Linked DNA regions of Mus musculus: regions 1, 2 and 4 are each linked to region 3. The links are chromatin contacts, called in public HiChIP or PLAC-seq maps. All regions are on one chromosome and are shown on one strand. The core of a region is the stretch at or near the end of the contact, and the rest is flanking DNA. Distances in the headings are between cores, read along the strand shown.

The links. HiChIP or PLAC-seq counts read pairs in DNA pulled down with a chosen protein or histone mark.
Region 1: an H3K27ac HiChIP or PLAC-seq map of regulatory T cell precursor shows a contact between it and region 3, with 4 times the contacts expected there. The contact joins the promoter of Zfp281 here to the promoter of Lad1 in region 3. A contact is called at or near these places in 2 of 115 datasets of contacts at active chromatin or transcription factors (regulatory T cell precursor and thymic regulatory T cells).
Region 2: a FOXA1 HiChIP or PLAC-seq map of pancreatic cancer cells shows a contact between it and region 3. The contact joins the promoter of Camsap2 here to the promoter of Lad1 in region 3. A contact is called at or near these places in 1 of 39 promoter capture datasets (embryonic stem cells) and 3 of 115 datasets of contacts at active chromatin or transcription factors (embryonic stem cells, neural tube and pancreatic cancer cells).
Region 4: a contact with region 3 is called in an HNF4G HiChIP or PLAC-seq map of pancreatic cancer cells. The contact joins the promoter of Kif14 here to the promoter of Lad1 in region 3. A contact is called at or near these places in 1 of 39 promoter capture datasets (embryonic stem cells) and 1 of 115 datasets of contacts at active chromatin or transcription factors (pancreatic cancer cells).

The regions. Positions count from the first base shown.
Region 1 is chr1:136,623,535-136,626,234 of GRCm38.p6, forward strand. It overlaps Zfp281 (zinc finger protein 281), which reads left to right and starts at 1,367. Exons shown (of 2, transcript NM_177643.4): 1 at 1,367-1,517; 2 at 1,738-2,700. The coding sequence starts at 1,752.
Region 2 is chr1:136,344,812-136,347,633 of GRCm38.p6, forward strand. Camsap2 (calmodulin regulated spectrin-associated protein family, member 2) reads right to left here and starts at 1,293. Exons shown (of 18, transcript NM_001347109.1): 1 at 488-1,293. The coding sequence starts at 626.
Region 3 is chr1:135,817,298-135,819,997 of GRCm38.p6, forward strand. It overlaps Lad1 (ladinin), which reads left to right and starts at 1,301. Exons shown (of 10, transcript NM_133664.3): 1 at 1,301-1,719. The coding sequence starts at 1,682.
Region 4 is chr1:136,466,549-136,469,248 of GRCm38.p6, forward strand. It overlaps Kif14 (kinesin family member 14), which reads left to right and starts at 1,300. Exons shown (of 29, transcript NM_001287179.2): 1 at 1,300-2,626. The coding sequence starts at 1,410.

The sequences.
Region 1 (2,700 bases), core at 117-2,616, 810 kb after region 3:
ACCCTGAGTACAGGGACAGCCTCATTTCTCACTGGCACTGACTAATATTTTATTACTGTCTGAAGTTTTTGAATTTTCAGTGTTCAACGCTTAGCTATACCTGGTAGTTTCAGGAAATAATTTAACTGTAGTTCCATGGGGCTAGGAAGATACAATGCCTCATGAAACTATTCATAAAATACAGTTTTAAGGTTTCTGGGCAGGCTCAGAGAGGCCTGTGTTGGTAAACAATACACCGCTATGGCTTTAATTGCAAAATTTCTCAAGGAAGTTATTACAAGAAGTCATCTCGAGAAACACTATGAGAATATGGACGTGTGATTTCTTTAAGAAAACACACTATGTAAATAACTGTTCTCCAGGTCTTTTTATTAAAAAGTCTGTGGTGTATAAATACACCTAGGAAAGTTGCTGGTTTAGATTTTTGCATGCTCGCTGTGAATGCCTTTTATACATTATTAGGCACTAAATTAATATCTATTTGGTTTTGTCGATAGAACTTTTAATTTCAAGATTTTATCTAATTTCCCCCAACTGAATAAGGAACAACTTTTCAAGTTTCTAGGTATTCTATACTGGAGGGGTTGGGAGAGTGGGGTATGTATCCTAACAGAGATTTTAAACAAGAACGATGGCCAGTATTTGAGGCTAGTTAGTATTCAACGTAATAAGCAAATTCAGACAACTGAGAAAGTACGTGGCATTTAAATACCATCTGATGATGAAGTGTGTGTGGGCGTGTTTTACAGGACAGCTGCACCTGGGATTACACGTGGTTTCCCTTTGCGTAGCCTTCAGGTAGGCTGGCACTGAGACAATTTTCTGCAGCGGTCCCTCCTCTATGGCAGTCTCAAAGGCTCCTTCAATAAAGGCAAAGACAAGCGTTATTGCTGTCTCCATTCTGAAAAGGAGTAAAAGCTATCTGTAATCAATACCGTTACGAGTTTAAAGCTTTCAGGCAGAATCACAAGTACCTTAAGGAATCCTATTCTCTGTTTGATTTTGATTCAATACTTGGATTGCAAACACTAAAGTGAACCAAATGCCAATGTTCAGTTTTCAGTGTCTCCACCTTCCCTAACCCCTTCCTCTGCAGCTCCCACGCCACGCTGCAACACGCTCTCCTGGCGTCCCCGGACTTCCCGCCCCTTGGGCTCCACCTCCGGAGCGCCTTCTCCCTAGAAACCCTCAGCCACTGTCTGCCCCTCAGCAGGGCCACCAATCACGTCCCCTCGCTGCGGAAGACCCTCCGCTGTCCGCCTCCAAGTCCCCGCCCCTCCCACCTAGCCCCCAGCAGCTCCGCCCAACCGCCCGCTTGATTGACAGGCTAGCCAGGCGGAAACTGAGGCGCAGGCGCACGGGGCTCGCCGAGCGCCCCTCTGGTCCGGTCGAGGACTTCCCGGCAGACACCGCGCCGCGGCTGCGCAGAAGCGGGGAGGCTTTTAATTCCATTGTGGAGAGGACGGCGTTATTTTTATTAACTGGAGGCGACGGCGGCTGCGGCGGCGGCGGAACCCGTAAGTGTGGCCGGCGGGCCGGGGCGGGCGCGGGAGCGGCCAAGAAGGCCGCGGGGTCGAGCGCGCCGGGCCGGAGGCGGCGGGGCTGCGGACGGGAGCCGGGCGCGGTGCGGGCTGGGCGGCGGCGCGGCGGGTCCCAAACGCTGCGGTGGTCCCGGCCCGGGGCCCGGCCCTACCGCCGTTCCCCCTCTTCCCTCCTCTCCCTCCTCTCCGCAGCCAGGCCTCCTCCGGGGTATGAAAATCGGCAGCGGGTTCCTTAGCGGCGGCGGCGGTCCCAGCAGTAGCGGTGGTAGCGGCTCCGGCGGCAGCTCCGGCAGCGCCAGCGGCGGCAGCGGCGGCGGCAGGAGAGCAGAGATGGAGCCCACCTTCCCCCAGAGTATGGTTATGTTCAACCACCGGCTTCCCCCGGTCACCAGCTTCACCCGGCCGGCGGGGACGGCCGCCCCTCCCCCGCAGTGCGTGTTATCCTCCTCTACCTCCGCAGCCCCGGCCGCTGAGCCCCCCCCTCCGCCAGCCCCGGACATGACTTTCAAGAAGGAGCCGGCGGCGTCAGCCGCGGCCTTCCCTTCGCAGAGGACCTCCTGGGGATTCTTGCAGTCCTTGGTGAGCATCAAGCAGGAGAAACCTGCGGATCCCGAGGAGCAGCCGTCCCACCACCACCATCACCACCACCACTATGGGGGGCTGTTCGCTGGGGCTGAAGAGCGATCACCAGGCCTAGGAGGAGGGGAAGGGGGGAGCCACGGCGTCATCCAAGACCTCAGTCTTCTGCACCAGCATGCCCAGCAGCAACCGGCCCAGCACCACCGCGATGTATTACTGAGCAGCGGTAGCAGGACTGATGAGCACGGCAACCAGGAGCCAAAGCAGGACGCTAACGTCAAAAAGGCAAAGAGGCCAAAGCCAGAATCTCAGGGAATCAAAGCCAAGAGGAAGCCAAGTGCATCTTCCAAACCTTTGGTTGGAGAGGGAGAAGGTGCCGTCCTGTCCCCAAGTCAGAAACCTCATATCTGTGATCACTGTAGTGCTGCTTTCAGGAGCTCCTACCACCTGCGGAGACATGTCCTCATCCACACGGGCGAAAGGCCTTTCCAGTGCAGCCAGTGTAGTATGGGTTTCATCCAGAAATACCTACTGCAGAGACACGAGAAAATTCACAGCAGAGAGAAACCCTTTGGGTGCG
Region 2 (2,822 bases), core at 43-2,542, 530 kb after region 3:
CTGTGAGAGGAGTAAGGAACGCCTACAAAAGATACTGCACTTCAACACTGACCACCTTTCATCCTACATAGCCTGACTAGCAACCACCATTACAAATGTCAAGATCAATATAGTACCCCACCTTCTTCCAGTAATAAGCTCAGATTTCTTGGTATGGTAACCACAATTATGACCGAAAGGGAAACGTATGCAAGATAATAAGGAAAACACCACACATTAGAGCCATTTTGGGAAAACACGATAATTTGCTCGCGGAATTTAGACACACGCTATTCAATAAAAGGAACCCGGTCAACCCCTCCCGCGTCAGTCAAGGGCACCTCATTTAAGACCAAACCTGCCTTCTTTCTTTCTCCTAGAGCTCGTCTCCCGTCATCTCCCTAAACCTGTACCGGAAGATACACATGGGGGAGGGGGCTGGAATCAGGAACAAAAACTGGGATGTGGACAGCATCGGGAGGAAGAGGAAAGGGACGACACCACTTACCTGTCCCAAAGGCTTTGGCCACCAGCCAGGCCAGATTGCAGGCGATTTTGGCCCTGGAGAAGTCATAGTGGTCAAAGGGTTTGATGGCTGGAACAATGAACGTCCTTCTCATCTCCCGCGGGTCTGCAGCATCCCCCATCTTTCACGGCGGCTGGTTGGGATGGAGGGACGACGGCCTTCACATGGTGTGGCGGAGAGAGGAGTTCAGATCGTCCGCGCCGGTCGCGGCCCTCCCGGGCGCCGGGCACGGAAAAGCTCAGCTGTGCTCGTCGCGAGTCCGCCGCCCGCGGGAGCCGCCGCGGCCCCGGGCATAGACGTGAGGCGGCACCCGGCCGCGCTCGCTCCGGCCCGGGTCTGCCCCTCCGCCTCCCCTTTGTCTCCGTTTAGTCACACGGGCTCGCAGGAGGGTGGCGGCTGAGAGGGCCCGGAATGCTCGGGCGGGGGCAGCCTGGACGATCACGTCGCGGACAGTGTCCCCGCCATGGCGGAGCGCGCACGCCCCGCCTCACTCACGGCCGCCCCTCGGGCCGCGGGACCCGCCGCGGAAAACGTCAGAATCGCTGCAGCGCGCGAGCCGCCCGCGGCCCGGCGCTTCTCCGGCGCTCCGATCGCCGCCGCCCGCCTCCTCGGCGCAGCTCAGGGCCAAGGCAGCGGCCTGGGGGAGGCCGCAAATCAAATCACGGGCCCTCGGCTCCTGCCTTATCGGGCTTGTCCTCGTATTTTCCGCTACCCCTCCCGTGGCCGGACGCCTCGCTCCCCTTCAGCCGCCGCCGCCGCCGTCGCTGCGGTTTTCCGGCTGCGGCACTGGATGGAAAGAGCAGATGGGAACACTGAGCATGCGCCTGGCGCGCCCGGCCCCGCCCCCGCCGCTGTCTTGCGCCGCCATGCGCACTGAGCATGCCCAGCCTCGCTGCCGCCCGCGATGGGCTCCGCGCCCCTATCCATTAATCAGCACAGTGCCCGCTGGATTGGACGTTCTGTACATCCGCAGCTTTGGGCTGCTGCCGCCGACACTGCTGGACGAGGGAAGGAAAGAAAGGGAGAGGAGAGGCTTTTCTCCTCCCGCTACACGTGGTTCAGCCAAGAGAATTGATATTTGTTTCAAATGCTGCTTATGTCACACGCGTATTGCTGAGAATTTGCCTTGCACACCCATTTAATCCTTGCAGTAACCCTGAGAGAGGTGATACAGCTGGTTGACCACGAAATTATGGAGGGATGCAGTAACTTAAGTCACCCATGGGGTTTAACCAGGGTTGAAGGTCAGGTTTAAACTCTCCAAAGCTGTATACATTTCACGTCATGACGTTTTAACTTGATACTCCCCACTTAAGTTTTCTAAGTGAAGGATCCGGTTTTTTGGTACCTTCTGTTTCCTCGTAGAAAGAAACATAAACCCTTCCACAAAGAACATCCACAATTATGATTTGTCGCAGTTCGTCTTGCCAGAACTCTCTCCGTTCCCCCACATGGGTATGCTTTCTCAGAGCTGTGCGCTGCCTGTCTCTGTGGTCTCTGTCCACAGTAGTCACTCCCTCCAGAAAGCCTTCCCTGATACTGCCAACTTCCCGTGCAGAACTGATTCCAGAGCAATGTATGTCCTTTATGTCATAACTTGTCACACTGCATTCCAACCACCAACTGTCTTTAGCTTTCAAGCTGACTTGCCTTGTCTCTGACACCTATATGATGCTAAACCTCACAGTAGTTGCTCTATCAATGTCTAGGGTCAAAGGGAGAATGTTACTGTAGTTAACACCGAGTTTGGTTAACTTTCTAATTCCCCACTTCTTGTTTTAACACATCTGATTTTAATTTATGTAATCCTGGGTGGTTTTCATTTTACAGATGAGAGAGCTAAGAGTCAGAAAAGCCTCTTAAATTGCAGATATAGTAAAGGCATAGTCACAGTCTGAACCCAGAACTATCTTACTTTGTACGACTAGGGCCTCCCTATTATCATCAGCCGTTAAGATGGGAGACATATGAAACATGAGGGGAGGCGTTTTGATCCCTACTATCGAAAAGGGCAGCTCCAGGAGCAAGCCCCTCCCTTTTGATTTCTGTTTAATCCCCAGAAACACTCCTCCTTGAACCCAATAAGGCATTACAGATAAGCCCCACTAACAATGCCAAGCAGGAAAAAAGGCACTAGAAATAATATGCCATTGGGTGATTGGCATATTTTTTTAGTAATTCAATTAATATTAATAGGGTTTTTCTCATGGGCAAGCCCCTTTGAAAAATTAATGTATTAACTGGTTTGTCAAAGCACATTCAAATGGTAACTAGTTTCCATATTTATTTGATGAACTAAGCACTAATTGTCTTCCTG
Region 3 (2,700 bases), core at 51-2,550:
ACTCTGAGGCGAGATTCCCTTTCAATGCTTGGAAGCCAGGACATGGACACAGATTCCAACTCCATGTTATTGAAACTTCCCTCCCTCCTCTTTCCCACTCATCCCCTGTCCATGGGCTACGGGGCGCACAGTGCCAAGTCTCTCCGAGCTCCCACACCAACATCCAATGAACTATTGGACAGCTTTTTCTAAAACCTTTAATTCAAATGGGTGTTGAATGCAGTTGACAGCTTGACCATATGGAGACAGGTCCCCAAATGGAGTATCATAAGGTCCAAATGGCAAGAAACCCTCTGTTGGTCTCTGGTCAACTTCCTCCCTAAGACCTCTGGAATCCTTGTCCCTTGACCTGAATCCCTGACTCTGGAATCCTTGTCCTGAATCCCAGTTCCTCTCACATCGGGCAGAGGTATGTGAATCACTTCTGGGCCCACAGTTCAGCTTCCCAAAGCTCTTGCTAACCCCACTTCCTGTTCAGTGTCACCTTTGATTACACACTCCTCCCCCATCCCCTTCTTCGTTTCCTTTGTAGATTACAAAAATGGCCCCTCCAGCTCGAAGTGGTGGCTCCTGCCTTTAATTCCAGCATCCTCAGCTTTCAGGAGGCAGAGGCAGGTAGATCTCGAGAGGCAATCAGGCCAGACTCTGACATCCCATCCTGTGTGCTGGGCAGCACCCCAGCCTTCTCTGAACAGTGCCAGTAGCAGCTATTGATTCCATTTCTGATCTTTCAAGGAAAATAAAATTCCCCATCTAGGTATCTGACCTTACACATTCAGTAAGGAGGTAGGTTCCCGAGTGGAAAGCAGCTGGTGCTGCGCTCGCCCACGGGTTCCCACGGGTTCCCACGGGTGGTGTCCGAGTTGCCTCAGGTTATTGCAGTATTAATCTCAGTTACTTATGGACCCTCTTCCTACGACACAGTTATACACCTGTGGGGTATCAAGGAACAGGACCGTGCTTTTGGCGCATATGGTTTTTCATAGCGGTGTCCACTCTATTTTGGCGGGCTTGAGTCTCAGCTCCTTTGAGGAGGGGCTGGTTTTCTTACGCAGTGTCTGCTTATCTAAGCCGAGTCTTTCAGGTAGTTTCTGACCCCCGGGGTGTTTTCTAGGAGCCCCTTACTTCTTCACCGTTGCAGGCACTCTACACCCAAGACTACGGTACCTGATCTAACCTTTCTCCCTGCCTTCCAGCTCTTGGGTTTCTGCCGGCTAAGTCGATTTCCAGGCAGCGAGCTCAGCCTGACCCCGATCTTTGGGTTCCGTCCTCCCCCCAACCCCCTCCCCGACTCCCTGGCACTCTGGACCGCGACTCCCAGGGAAGACGCGGGCCGGCGCCGAGCTGGTCCAACTGGTTCTGAGCAGGAAGTCTCCCGCCCTCGCCCGGGGCAGCAGAGCAGCCCCGCGCTAGCCCCGGCGTGGGTGCAGCCCGCAGCTCGGTGCGACCGTCCCGCAGAGCGGCCGCGCGGGAGACCCGCCCCAGCGGTGATCAGCGCGGCTTTGTCTGGGACGCCCACACCTCAGAGGCCGCTCCTCCGGCCGGCGAATGGGAGCGCGGCGGCGCGGGGCCGAGCCGGGCTGAGATAAGCGGCCATGTGACCCTACCTGGCGCGGGGAGGGGCCGCAGGTGAGCGGCGGAGCAGGGAGCTCGGCACGCGGCGGCCGTGGGGCTCGGCAGCATGTCGGTCAGCAGAAAGGACTGGTCCGCGCTGTCCAGGTGAGTGCAGCCACAGGGGCCGGGTGGCCCGAGGCTGGGGGGTGGGAGCTGTGCCCCTTCGGATCTCCTCTCCCAGACACAGGCCTGCTCTCCGGACGAAGTGAGACACTGGTCTTGTTGCTTTTCGGTGGGGATAGAATTGAGACCAAACTCTGGTCCCCCTAGGTGACAGAGCGGGTGGTCTCCTTGCTCCTTCTCAGCTTCCTGTCCCCTTAGGTCTTAACCAGTACGTTTAGGGTAAGGCTTTTCCGCAGCCTGGACAGCCCAGGGTGCTACTGTCTGTGAGGGCAAGGGACCGTTTTAGGGGGCTGGGAAAATTCAAGAGTTACCCCAAGACTTATTCTTGAGCGGACCCTCAGCCTCTGCGCCTCTGTTAAGAGTTTTAGAATGGATCTGGGAAGTGTCCTTTAGCCCCACCTTATGGAGTCAACAGAACCCGGGTGTGTGAATAGAATCAGAGAAAGTAGCACCCCCACCCCATCCCAAAGAGAGGCTCAAATTCTGAGCACAACATTTGGAGTGGTATCTATGCCACTTGAGGTAAGATGTTATCCTTGTCTGCGCTACAATCTGTGTTTGTGAATCTCAATGGGTCAGAGAATATCTTTGCCATTTCTGCCTGCTGGACAGCCTATCAGGGTCAGAGAAGCCTAGGAGGGGTCAGTATCTAGGAGGCCGCCCCTCTCTTTGTGGCTCCTCTTGGAGCTGCCCCTCCCTCTCCAGAAGTGTTGGAATGAGCATCCGTTCTTCCAATTCCTCACACTGAGTCCCTAACTGGGAAGGCATCCTTTGTCCTAAAGGTAACAGAGGCTCCGGCCAGAGCCCTGTCCTTTCTATTCCTCAGGTTCCAGTCAGGGTAAAATTGGCCTCTTGGCTTCTCTCAAGTGGGCTTTCAGTCTTCAGGTCTTTTGTGGGGTCGGAGCTACGACTGCAGGTGCAGCCCAGTATGGGTACCACCTCCTATCAAGGCATCTCTCACAC
Region 4 (2,700 bases), core at 50-2,549, 650 kb after region 3:
CCGAGGGTCCCGGGCAAGGGGCGCGGGGCGTCGCTCTGTCCACCCGGAAGCCGAGAACAGCGCCGCGGAGCGTGGAGCGGCGAACTGGAGGGGTCCAGGTACACTGTCACAGCCTGGCAAGACTGCCAGAGTCGCCAGGAGCCTCGGCCTGTGGTCGTGACCGACTTCTCTTGTCTTCCTTCCAGTCCTCTTGGAGATCTGATGGCCGAAATTCTGCAAACAAAAATCATGTTGATCTATGCAAAGAGCAAATGGCTTTTAGTTTCTAAGACAAAGATATATTGTCCCTAATTTCACCTCATATTGGGAGGGTTCTGTATTTTCACTGAAAGTTTAGCGGGAGATGCTTATACTCGAACTCTTTCTTTCTTCCTACAATGTCTCTTTGTCAAACTTTTAAAAATGAGCTTCTGGTAATTTGTTCCTTGATTGTAACAATGTCCAAATAGTTTGAATCAGTGACATTTTGTAAGGTAGACTCAGGAATTCAATTTTAAAGAGTTGTTTACGTCCATTTAAGGAGCATGACGAAGAGTGGCATTTGCACTGTTCTGTTTTAGATAATGCCTGGCAGATATTGTTGGCCTATATTTACCTATATGTGTGTAAACGCATGCCTGTCTAGTTTGTTGTATAATGAAGAAGTGACAGATAGTGTAGTTGTCTAACTTGAGGGGGTGTGGGCATCGGTGACAGTGTCAGGCTGGCCTTGAAAGTTCCAGTCTCTCACCTCGGCCTCTCTAAGGCTGGGATCACAGGCACGGACCATCACACCTGGCTACACACGCAGTTTGTAGTGTATAATGTCTGTGGTACTTTCTTAAGAGTAGCCTCCTTTGTGACATCGTGTTAAACTCCTCTGTAGGCATTCTTGTATTTAGGATACATTGACAAGTGTTCAGAAACCTACTTTGCTGCAGACTAATCAGACTAGATGCTATGATTCCAAGCTGGGGGCACTTAAAGTATGCTGACATACAGGTGTTGACCTTTCTTGAATCACTTTGTTGAGATTAAGGTCACCTGTAAGCTCCTTCTAAGCTGAGGAAATAAGGATGGGGAGGTCCTGTCTTTGAAGTCTGCAGTGTCTGTGGGTGCCTTGCTCCTAAGGGAACCCTCAGTAGATATTTGTTGAATAACAAGTGAAGTCCTTCGAGGGTGGAGATTGTAGGAGGCTGTGTGGAGGTGCAGTGGGAAGTGGTTTAGTCCAATGCATCCTCTGAGAGTTTGCTTCTGTAGTAGGAAGATCTCTCTCTTTTTAAAGTTTGTAGTAACCGTTTTATTTTTCATTTTTTGTAGTCGGCCAGATATTTTGTTGGAAACTGAAAAGAACAAAATGCCCAGCACCCCGACAAGGATCTGAAGGGCTTAGATCCTTCACATCCTCTTAAAAATCGCTTGCTGCCAAGATGTCAGTACACACTTCGCATAGCAGACACAACATCGGAAGCCTGGAGGTTTCTTCTTCACAGAAGATTTCAGCATCCAGTGGCCTCGTCCACAGCAGCCGGCTGGAACTGCACTTGAAGGCAGATATGTCAGAGTGTGAGAATCATGATCCATTCGTGAATGCTGGAAGTAAAACCATCGACATAAATAGCACTTATGTTATCTCTGCCTGTAAAAAAACAAGAGAGACTCCTGTTACCTCTGACCCCCGGAGACTGAGCCTCCAGAGAAGGGCTACTTGTGGGGACAGAGAGTCGTCTTTACTTGGAAGTGAGTTGGGAAACAGAAGAACAGCAGACACAAGTCTTAGGTTACAACGGCGGCACGGTAGAGCGGATTATGTGGGAAAGTGGGAGACATTGAATCCTGTGGGAGGTAACCCAGGAAGTGACTCTGCCTCCCAGGCATCGAGGACAGAAGCAAAGGGTGTAAATAATGATACCCGTGTCCTGTCGTCTGTCGTCTCCGTGAAAGACTCCAACGACACCGGGTTGACGAGATGCAAAGACCCAGGTCCTCCCGTTGGTGCCTCTAATGAAAAGGTGACAGTTAAGGACACAAACAGTAGAGCGCCTGTGGGTTCCCAGCGTCAGACTGAAGCTATGAGATCAGGACACTTAGTGGTGCAACTGACCGAGAGCAAGTCTGATACCCCAGTGTCAGGAGGAAGAAACTCACACCGTGGGAATGCTGGCAAGGACACTGCTAAACAAGTCGGTACATTTGGAAGCTCAGATACAAGAACCCCAGTGAAATGTGTTTTAGAACACAGATGGACACCAAGGCATGACCCGCCTCCACCGAAAAGCCCAGCTTTATCCACACCGAAAAACAATGGGAAGGACATCCCGAAACATGGCAGTACATTCAGAAGCGCGAGCTCAGAATCGAGGACCCCGGTAAAATGTGTCCCAGAACACAGATGGACACCAAGGCATGACCTGCCTCCACCGAAAAGCCCAGCTTTATCCACACTGAAAAACAGGATTGCAAGCCCTCGAGTTAAACCGAGGCCCAAAAGTTCTCTTTTTGCAAATAAAAGGGAAAGCTCACGAGAAAGCACACTCCCTCCAGAAGAAAACAGTCTAGTTCAGAAGACCTTTACAGAGCCAGACTCCTTAAAAGTAGAGAACAGTCAGGTGACCGTGGCGGTGCGCGTGAGGCCTTTCAGCAAAAGGTACGTCCGGCGTGTTAGCTCTCAGGCCGAGAATTCCATGTCATTATGTGTCTGTAAGACTCTGCTTCTAGAAA